Regions from separate parts of the Capra hircus genome. Here region 1 is linked to region 2. Evidence: chromatin contacts called from public Hi-C data. All regions are on one chromosome and are shown on one strand. The core of a region is the stretch at or near the end of the contact, and the rest is flanking DNA. Distances in the headings are between cores, read along the strand shown.

Region 1 (5,586 bases), core at 2,165-4,664, 70 kb after region 2:
CTCAGAAATGGAGAGACTGTGACGCAGTCTGCCTGTCCACCTGACGGGGTCACTGGTGACTGAGGAGGAGCACTGGGGAACGACAGGGTGCCCTCAGAAACTCTACTAAGAAAGAGCTTGCCTCCGAAGCTAATGAAAGAGGCCATCGATGAAAAAAAAATGCATTTGTGAAAAACGTTAGAAACTCATTTTTGCCGCTTCTGCTTTCTCTCCCATCCGCTTTCTCTCCTGGGCCCTCATTGTCTGGGCGGTCACTCAGTCTTTGTGACCCCATGGACTGTAGTCCGCCAGGCTCCTCTCTGTCCATGGGGATTCTCCAGGCCAGAATACTCGAGTGGGTAGCCTTTCCCTTCTCCAGGAGATCTTCCCAACCCAGAGATCAAACCGAGGTCTCCCACGTTGCAGGTGGATTCTTTATCGTCTGAGCCAACAGGGAAGCCCTGTTGTCAGGGCGGAGGAGGGAGTAATCACAAAATTTGAAGAAACTGAGTAGTTTGTGGTTTGTTTTTTTTTCTTTTTGGTAATACAGTGCTACTAATGAGGAGAGTGGCATTCTTTGGTGCAGAATAGTGTTTCACTTGAGGTTCAGAGTTAGCATTTCCTGTCCTCAGGCTCAGTTGCAACTGCTCTTCTGCCAGTATCAATGGGCAAGGAGATTCTCCATCTTGGGAATGTCTTTCCCATAGGGAGCTACTGCCGAGTCCTGAGGTTAATCCACCGGTGTGTGGTTTTTCAGTCAAGCATGTTTGTCTCTGGGGATGGGACGCAGTTGGGAATGGCAGTCACCTGGAATGTGCTTCCCAGAGCATGCAGTGCCCAGAGAGGCCACTCCACAGCTGTCCAGGTGGCTGCACTGTACCCGGGACCACTGGCTTCAGACCGTTGGCACCCCTCCATCACACGCGTCTTGTCTTCATGTAGGCTCCCGTGTTCCTGCTCTTCTTGGACTGCGTGTGGCAGCTGGTGCACCAGCATCCTCCAGCGTTCGAGTTCACAGAGACGTACCTGACCGTTTTGTCTGACAGCCTGTACATACCTATTTTTAGCACCTTCTTCTTCAATTCGCCTCATCAAAAAGATACAAACGTGGTAAGAGTCGCTCTTAGGAACCTGTGTATTGAAGAAGCCGTGTCTAACAAGTAAGACGTAAGAGGAGCGATGATGAAAATAATATTTTCTTTATAACAGTGATTACACAGAGGGCCCTGTTCTGAGTGCTCTCTGGGTATTGATATGTAATCCTCAAGTCCAAATTATTATTATCTCTGAGAGTGAGTCACTGAGACAGTGAGGCTGTCACCGTGGGTCACAGGGTAAATATCGGGGCTGGGAGCCAGTGTGAGAGCTGGGGATTGAGCACGTTAAAAGTGGTCTTTATGAACAGCTCAGATGCCTTCTCTTCCACTTGACGGATGCCAGGAGTGACTCAGAAGAGAGTAGAGGCGGAGGAGGGGAGCTTGGCTTTCGCTCTCTGCCTTAAACATCTTTATAGTCTCTCTTGAGGCCCTGCTCCCGGGGCTTCAACTTGGCACTATCAGGGCTCCGACTAGCCCTCTGGGGGCCTGGAGTTTGCTGGAGCTGCCCTCCCGGTGGATCTGACCACATCCCACAGGGAGTGGGAAACAGAGCCCGGGCCTCCAGTCACGCAGCCTTGCTGCTCACCAGCCTCATGGCCTCAGGTGGTTTACTTCATTTTCCCAGCCTCCATTTCCCCAAAGGTAAATTGGAAAAATAGGAGCGACCTCATGAGGGGTGTGGTGAGCGTGTGCAGTACAGTGGCTGGCACAAGTTCTGCTGGAAGTAACGTGTCCTGCCTCCTCCCAACCGAAAGCCATCGGGGAGCGACCACCGACGGCCACAGCCTTCACGTGCGGCGCCACAGAGGCCAGGTGCACCATCCTGGAGCCTGTCTCTCCGCACTGTCTGCTTTGCTCAGCCCTCCCTGAAACACTGTGACCTATGCTTGTTTTGGCAGGGCAGGGAGAGCCAGGACTCACAAAGCAAGCCTTTGAATCTTCTCACCGTGTGGGATTGGTCCGTGCAGTTTGAACCCAAAGCCCAGACGTTTTTCACAAACCCTCTTTACGTGGAGAAGCCAAAACTGGAGAAAGTCCAGCGGAAAGGAACGCATTTCAAAGTAAGATTTGTGCATATCTAACCCCCTCGTCTGTGCAGAGATCTCCTTGTCTGGAAGGATTACGTTTAATCTGTGGATTCTGGGCACAGTCTCACAGAGTTGAGACTGTGATGGGCAGGTTGTCAGGGCCCCTGAGCATCCTTGCTTTGGCAGATGCACGTTTGTCCTGAGTGTCACTGGGGTTGCCACGGGGAATCGAAGGTGTCAGCCCTGCCCCAGTGTGATTGACAGAGCAGAGGGAACGCTGATCACAGGATGGGTTTTGTGTCATCTGTACCAGTTTAGGTATTCACTAGCAAGGCCTCTCTTCATGCTAAAAATGGTGTTTGTGACTGACATGTTCTCTCAGGGCCCACAGAGCTCTGGCACAACCACCTCCCCGCTCCATTCTGTTGGAGCTGGAAGACAGCCATGGGCACCACGTGAGCAGACGGGCCTGGCTGTGTTCCAGTATTTACAAAGGCTGGCACGGGCCAGATTGGGCCCGTGGGCTGTTATTTGCGGACCTGGGCTTAAATGACAAACATCAAATTATTTGGGTTTCCCTTTAGATATTTGTTCCTGATTTTACTAGTTATTGAAACTCCGACATTCCCTAGATGATGTATGATGTACATGGCATTTCTTGTTCTGCCTCCTGACTTGGGAGCCCCCCACAAACAGGAGAGCAGGGTGCTCAGTGGTGGTCACTCGCAAGTCAGCATGTCACTGCCTTCTCCACCACCATCTTTCTGGTTCAGAAGTCCTGCGGGGCTCCTGGGGGCCTGACCAGTTCTCCATTCTAAAGGGGCTTGGGGACCCATGAGTCAACGCCAGCACTCACAGAAGATGCCTCTGCTGGCTGCCGCTTCACCCCTTCAAGGGTCCACAGGCCCAGGCTGGGTGTTAGTGCTCTTGGTTCAACCTCTGTCCTGTCTGCTGGGCCAGAACCACCCTGTGCTCCGGCATAGCCAAGCCAGAGGTCAGTTTTGTCAGTGTGCTGTGCCCCCTGGTGGCTGCACACACACCTGCCGCTGGGTCTCGATGGCTCAGCTGCCCCCCCTCTGGTGGGCACAGAGAGGTCTGGCGAGGGCACTCAGAGGTCTGAGGGAGGAAATGAAAGCTCTACCTGTAAGTCCATTTCTCTGCCCAGGCCATGTTTTTCTGAGGGTCCCTTCTCATAGGTGGGAGTGGAGAACCTAAGGGCCCAGGTTGCAGGAGCTGGCCCGTGGGAGAGGCTTGAGCCGCAGGTCAGGGCATCTGAGGTTGTATTAGCTCATGCAGGGCCAGCGGTGGGCCGACAAGAACCTTTGAGGCCGTTGGGTAAGGAGTCCTGGTGTCAGGCCTGGGGCCTCTTTTTGGGGGGACAGGCAGCCTTGGAGATGTTCTGTAGAAACCAAAGAGCCATGGCCAACCACAGCTGCCCTGGGAATGCCCAGTGGGCTGCCCCAGGAATTATCCCTCAAGACTGTGGGGTCCGCTCAGGTGTGGGGTCCCAGCCTCAGCCCCAGGCCTTGACCAGGCTACAGGGACACAGTGCTGCCCCCACCTGGCCTGTCCAGAATGCTCCATTCACTCTGGGCTTGAGAGAAGGGCTTCCAAGACAGGGAGGGCTCTGTTAAGAGTTCAGGCTCCCTCCGGAGCCAGTCTGTGTGAAACCACACCTGGCACTTGGTAGCTGGGGCCTTTGCGGTTGACTTAACCACTGTGCCTTAGTTTTCTGATGTGTAACGGGGGCAGTAATGGTGACTCTGAGGACCGGGTGAGTGGTTGCATGTTCAGCACTGAGCGTGGAGCCTGGCAGGCAGTGAAGGTCCTGCCTGCTTCCCTTATCCCTGACTCACCTGGGTCACTGGGCAGAAGAGGCTGGCCCCCAACTCTCCTGCCCCCAGATGGAAAGTTGGGAATCCTGGCCATCTCTGACTCGGGGTGTTGTGAGTGGCTTTGCTTTCCTCTCCTGCCCCCAGATGGAAAGTCAGGAATCCTGGCCGTCTCTGACTCGGGGTGTTGTGAGTGGCTTTGCTTTCCTCTCCTGCCCCCAGATGGAAAGTCGGGAATCCTGGCCATCTCCGACTCGGGGTGTTGTGAGTGGCTTTGCTTTCTATGGTATACTTTTATTGTTTGTTCTCCACTCCATAATAAATACGAAGCACTAGTAGGAACACGTTACAGAGTTAGGAGCGTAGCCCCAAAATAAAACTTCTGCCTCCTCTTATTTCACATGACACCTCAGGAGTAAAAGAGATGGGGAGAAACAGCTCCTCCGCAGATTTTTACCTTTATCTTCAGGCACCAAGGATCTGTTGCAACCGTCTGACCATCCTCACAACCCTCTCCCAGTGTATCCCAAAATACAGCACCTAGCTTTGGCTTCAGGTCAAATTCCTGAGGAGGACAAGCGTATAGATGCTCTCAACATCTTCCACCCTGTGCAGCTCGTCGACAAGAACACCCGGCCCATTTAGACAGTCCTCAAGTTCCTTTTGCTCCCATCTGTCTCCTTGTCCAAAAGAACCTTTCTGACTTAGGCTTGACCTCCCCCTGGGTGTCCGACGTCCCACAAGTTAAGCCTGTAAGTTATTTCGTTGGAGCGACAGGCTCTTTAGGGCATTTGCACTTTCCTCACAGGTGTTCAGAATATTGTGGAAGCGAGCCCCCTAAGTTTTTCAGAGAAGAAACATTCTGCTCCCTTCACAAATAAATAGGCCTCATCTCCAGACTCCCCTGACTCTCTTCTTCTTCACTCATTTACCGGCTGCGCTGGGTCTTTGTGGCTCCACTCTGGCTTATTGTGATGGCCTCTCCAGTCGCAGAGCTCTAGAGCCTGGGCGCTGTAGAGCCTGGTGCACAGTCTTACTTGCCTCTTGGCATGTAGAATCCTTCTGGACCAGGGATCGAACCCATGTCCCCTGCATTGGCAGGCGAGCTCCTAACCCCTGCACTACCAGAGAGGTCCTCATCCTCCTGTCTTAACTTAAGCTTGTTCTTCACGAGTCCTTAATACCCTGCGCCTGGTCTCGCCCATTTGTTTAGCAACCCAGCGTGCATCTGATATGCTCATCGTGGAATAAACAGGTATCCCTCACCCACCCACTGCCGCTTTCTCTCTGTGTGTGACGGCATTGTAATGAATTTGCGTTCACAGGGCAGTTCTCATGACTCTTCTTAAAGTAGGATTATGCTTTTTGTTTGTTTTTTTTTGGATGGAAACAACCGTCACTGTGCTCTTGGGCTAACCAGAGACTTTTTTTATTTGTGTTCTCTCTCAAAGCATCAAAGACAACTTTCTCTGCCCCTCACCCAATCGAAATCATCTCCCAAAAGAGGATTTTTCAGGGAAGAAACGGATCACTTAATTAAAAACCTGCTGGGCAAGAGAATCAGCAAACTGATCAACTCCTCGGAGGAGCTGCAGGACGGCTTCCGAGAGTTCTATGACGGCTGGCACAGCAGGCCCCCCAGCTACCAGG
Region 2 (5,362 bases), core at 41-2,540:
AGCGTTGTCAGTCATCACAATGTGAGACACCAACAAGCTTTTCTCATTGCTGTCTCCTGGAGATCATCCCTGAATCAGAGGCCAGACTTTGACTTCTATTATCCCAGGAGTCAAAGGGTCAAGAGAGATGTGAAATGAAAAGCCAAGCAAAATAACAGGTTCTCCCTCCCACTCCAGACACACACACACACACACACACACACACACACACACACACACACACACACAAACACACACAGTCTCTCTCTCTCTCTCCAGAGTTCTGAGCTGGGGAGAGACCAGCCTCAGAGAGAAAGAGCAGAGTGAGCAGCACGAAGTGTCCCTGCACTTACCCCCCACCTTCACCCCCTCCCCACCCTGTGACCCTATGGCTCAGGGGACCTAAGAGAAGAGTGGGCCCAAGTCTGGCCCCCCTGTATGCGACTTCCAGTGTGTGATGCATTGTTGATGCTCTCCCTCCCCCTGGGCCCGCGCAGAGAGTAGTTGAAATGGTAGCACAGTCTTTCCAGGTGTTGGAGAGCTTGCAAAAGCCCCTTGACTCTTCTTATCTCCCAAGGGGTTTGGAAATGACCCAAAGTTTTCCACGGCCCCTGAATGAGACCTGGAAAGTAATTAGGAGAGAGAGACTCAGGGTGCTCCTGGGAGGCTGCCCAGCAGAGGAAATGGCCACATCCCCGCATGGTGGCTCAGAGGACAAAGAATCTGTCTGCAGTGCAGGAGACCCAGGTTCGCTCTCTGGGTCAGGAAGATCCCCTGGAGAAGGAAAGGGCAACCCACTCCCATATTCTTGCCTGGAGAATCCCATGGACAGAGGAGCTTGGCGACCTACAGCCCATGGGGTCCCAAATAGTCGGTCATGACTGAACGAGTAACACTTTCAAGCCCCTCATTCAAGGATAGGGCACAAAGCATCCCAGGGATGAGGACTTGGCTGCATCTCTGAGGAATCGCCCTGTCAGCCGTCTGCTCAGGGGCAAGGTGAGGCTGGCATCCTCTGAACCAGGCACCTTCCGTGTCCAGGGACAAACAGGCCGAGCAATGGAACCAGCTGGGGAGATGGGCAGCCTGCCCCACCCCAGCCCAGGGCTGGCTGGGGCTTTGGGGACCCGGAGGTTCAACTCAGGACAGAGGGCAGGGGAGAAACATGGAAAGGAGCTCGGAGGTGGACTGTGAGTGGCTTAGAAGACTTGAGGTGACAAAGATAAAGCTCAGAAATAACCAGACCAAGTTGCCTGTGTCAGATGGCTGTGGCTTAACACTCGTGTTCAGAAATCAGATTGTGTAAGTCCCAGGGCAGCACGACTAGCAGTGGGATCTTGGGCAAGCTGTTTTGCTTCTCCTGGTTTCGTGACGACCATGCAGCTCACCTGCCCACAACCCCTGGCTGTTCAAAATGAAGAAAAAAAAAAATTTTCCCCCGGCTCTGTTAGTTGTTCTACAGCCTCTAGGGGTGGGACAGCAGCTGACTCCAGCCCGGTTTCTACTGCCTGTTTTATGTTGCCCTGGAGCCGGTGAGCCCAGAGGAGGCGGGTGGAGAAGGACAGGGAGGTCAGGGCTCTGCCGCCTTCTCTGTCATTTCCCTTCATCAGGTGTCCCAGCTCCCCAGCTGAGGGAACTCCCCGGCCAGCGCTGAGAACACCCTCCTCATCAGCGATTTTAAAACAGTCCTGTAGAGGGCGCAGTTTCATCGTCCCAGAGGCTGCGGAGGCTGAGTCAGGTTCTGAATACTGTTCCGTCCATCGGATAACCTCCTCAAAGCCCCGAGGATAGTACTCCTGGGAAAATGGAGAAGCATGGGGCTGCCTCTGGACGAGAGAAACTCCTGGCTCAACTCTAGGGAAGGTGACAATTGCACTGATTCTGACATAGCCAAGTTCCTGGGTCAAGGCAGCATACAGGTTCCCCACGCTTAGAAATCCGGAAGACATCTAGACAGGTGCCAACAGTCTCCAGGGAAGATGTCAAAGAGGTGGCGGCATTGGAAGTAGACCTTGATGGATTTGGGGACCAATGCCAAGGCAACAGAGACAGAAAATGGTAAGGTCTTGTTAAAATCTCTTGCTTTAAAATCAAAATTCAGTGTGCTTAAACTGTTCACTTTAAAATGGCTAATTTTATGTTTTGTTTCACTTAAAATTTTTTTTAAATGCATGAGATGGTTCTATGTGTGTATGTGTGTGTATATATGTATATATGTGTGTGTGTGTATACATAATTCATTTATTGTTGCACTAGGTAATAGTTCAAAATCCAAAGATAAAAAAACATATAGGGACTTCCCTGGTGGCCCAGTGGTTAAGACTACAGGCTCCCAATGCAGGCATGCAGCAACTAAAAAGATCCCATACAGAGCAACAAAGACCTGGCATAGCCAAATAAATTAACAAATAAATATTTTTTTTTTAAGTGTACAATGGAACTCTGTTCCAACAATGTTACGTGCCAGCCTGGATAGGAGTGGATTTTAGAGGAAAAGGATACATGTGTATGTATGGTTGAGTCTGTTTGCCATTCACCTGAAACTATCACACCATTGTTAATTGGGTATATTCCAGCACAAAAAGTTTAAAGTTTGGAAAAAAACAAACCAAAAAGGATATTAGTAAACACTTTTCCAGTCTTTCCTCCAAATGCCCAGTTTTCCATTGGAAAAGCAGCTAATGCCATAGTTCCCTTTGTATTTATCCAAAGATATTCTATGCAAACACAGGGAACCGGGTATATGTAGTCTTTATTTCCATTCTTCTTTTACACAAATGGTAGCCTACTCTGCATGTGTTTGGGCACCTTGCTTTGATCACTGAATGCATCTTGGCTCTCATACCTTGTATACCAACTCTCTAAATAATTTGGTATTAACATTCCTGTGATACATTATCTACAGATGCCATTATAATCTTCATCACTTTTCTTTTTTTTTTATATAGGCAAGAAAATTGAGGTCCAAGAAGATCAATACCTAAAGGTCACACATCTAGGAACTGGTGGAGGTGGGACATAAACCCAGTCTGACACAAGAATATTTGCTTTTAACCTCTCAGCTTTATAGCTTCTACCTAAGGAACTTCCTTATTCTTTCCTATAGATGCGTAGTATCCCATTCTGTACTGTATGGTGGTACCATAATTTATTCAACCCCTGCCTACTGATGAACATTTAGGGTTTTTTTTCCAACCTTCTGCTGTTACCAAAAAAAAAAAAAATTGCTGCAGAGAGTAAGCTTGGATAGATGGCATGTCACATGTACGTGTCTCCTCAGGATATATTTTTCAAAATGAAATTCCTGACATATTTTTTTATATCGCAAAATTGCCCTTCCTCTTGCTCTATTGATTTTCATCCTTCCCGAAGTATTGGATGCAAATCTCTGTTTCAGCAGTCCTCACTGAGGCTCACTTAATATTTAGCGCTAGTTAGGTGCTAGACTTCTATAGGTCTCCTCCTATGGAGGAGACCATCCCTGCTTTCAAAAACTTCCAGTCTTTTATTATTATTATCATTTAATTATTTGACTGTGCTAGGTCTTTGTTGCTCTGCAGGCTTTCATCCAGTTGCAGCCAGCAGGGGCTACTCTGTAGCTGCAGTCCGAGGGCTTCCCATTGCAGTGGCTTCTCTTATTGTGGAGCACAGGTTCTAGGTGCTTCAGCTTCAGTAGTTGTAGCGTGTAGGCTCAGCAGTTGTGGCTCCCGGCTCTAGAGCTCAGGCTCAGTTGTCCCGCAGCATATAGGATCTTCTCAGCCCAGGGACTGAACCCATGTCTCCTGCATTGGCAGGTGGATTCTTTGCCACCGAGCCACCAGGGAAGCCCGCCAAACTTCCAGTTTTATTGGGAGAGGCTGGGAGACAAATCACAGAGGGCCATCAGTAAACCTTTATTTAGGAAAGAGTCAGACCATTAACTTTCATTTTTGTTACTAACCTGGGTTCTTGGCCTCTTTAATCAACAGAAATTGTTAAGAGGCCAGACGAGAAAGCAAGAACAAGGAACAGGTTCCCTTGCTTACTCCCTGAGTGGGTGGTGAGCTGGTCCCTGAAATGAGGGGAGGTGAGGGGTGGATTGGTGGGTAAGGCCAGAGGGGTAGCTTAGGTGGTCTGCCCACCCCCCTCACTGGTGATGTGTGCAGGGTGTATGTATGGTACCCTGCTTTATTTCCTGACACCTCAGAAGTGGCAGCTGGGTTTTGGCCTTTCTGTATCTTGTTCATAATTTGCCCCTACTATCCATGCATGTAGTTGTTTTCAGTCCTTTCAAGTTTCTTTGTATTCAGATCTTGGAGGAGACCCTTGTCTAGGTGAAAGCAAGTAAAGGGTCCCAGGTCCCAGCCTGTCTCATTTTAAAAAAGACAGAATACAAATCATAGAGTGGTCTCATCAGGCCTCCTACCATGTGACCAGTTTAGGTTGTGTGTTGTGAAAAAGAAAAAAAAAAAAAAAAATCACCAGGAGGTCCTTGTTCACAATCACTGAGTCTCCCCAGCAGGCTCACATTTTATTGCCCCACGAGGTGGAGGACGATTCAAATACTTCTTCATCCAGGTCTGTTCCTCCCCATCTTCAGGAAAGGGTTGGAAGACCCATAGTTGCCGCAAGAGCTTAAGGAATTTCCTATTTTCAGTGAAAGAAGAGGGCAAGGCTTCAGACCTGGACCATTTGCTAAAATTGGAATTTGGCAAGTGGCCATTAAATAATATGTGCATTTTAGTCCTTGAGTTTTATGTATTTGCTTTATTTTGTTCATTTAAAAATTAGGTCTTTGTATCCAAGCAACTTAAAAGTGCAGACTCTAACCTGCAGTTTGAATTCTCGCTTCCCCTGCTATCTAATCAACTGTTGCCCAGGCTGCTTTTCACTGAATACACTTTTATTCAGGTACAAATACTTGTTGAATTCCTACTATGAGCGACTGAACTGAACTATAAGCCTGGTACCTAGCAGATAGAGGTGAATAACATGCGCCTGTAGGCTTCTTCAAGTAACTCCAAGAAGGAGGAAATGCAAATATCCAGACTTAACTATCTGCCAGAGGAAAAATATCCCCCCACCCCCGACTCTGCGGGAGTACACTCTTGGCTTCCGTCATCTGTGGGAAGAAACGGCAGGAACTGTCTTTGGTCTGGCACTCATTTCTGTGTGAGCTAAGATTTGTTCCTATTTATACTTCTCCAAGAAAACTTAGGGCAGCATTAGGAGAAAAGAGTGACCTTAAACTATTGTGTGTAAATTAAAATATTTCAAAGTCTAGGGGCCACCATCTGTGTTTATTAATAGACAGAGAATTATTTGACCTCAGCAGGACAGGAATTTTTCAGTCATTTGGGAGGGCCTCTCCCAAGGAGATTTGCTCCACACCCTAAAGATCAAG

What was found. Hi-C and Micro-C count contacts between places; a contact is called where the count stands out from the background.
Region 1: a Hi-C map of blood shows a contact between it and region 2, with 2.8 times the contacts expected there. The contact joins two enhancer-like sites. A contact is called at or near these places in 3 of 5 Hi-C or Micro-C datasets (blood and liver).

What each region holds. Positions count from the first base shown.
Region 1 is chr20:41,321,702-41,327,287 of ARS1.2, forward strand. MTMR12 (myotubularin-related protein 12) reads left to right here. Exons shown (of 16, transcript XM_018065668.1): 14 at 922-1,089; 15 at 1,976-2,137; 16 at 5,388-5,586. Among named protein-coding and RNA genes, the nearest start is that of GOLPH3, 44 kb to the right of the region's middle. Within about 2 kb of position 3,415, at least 2 of the 5 cell types and tissues checked have an H3K27ac peak or open chromatin away from gene starts, as enhancers often do.
Region 2 is chr20:41,253,476-41,258,837 of ARS1.2, forward strand. No RefSeq gene overlaps it. Among named protein-coding and RNA genes, the nearest start is that of MTMR12, 7.3 kb to the right of the region's middle. Within about 2 kb of position 1,291, at least 4 of the 5 cell types and tissues checked have an H3K27ac peak or open chromatin away from gene starts, as enhancers often do.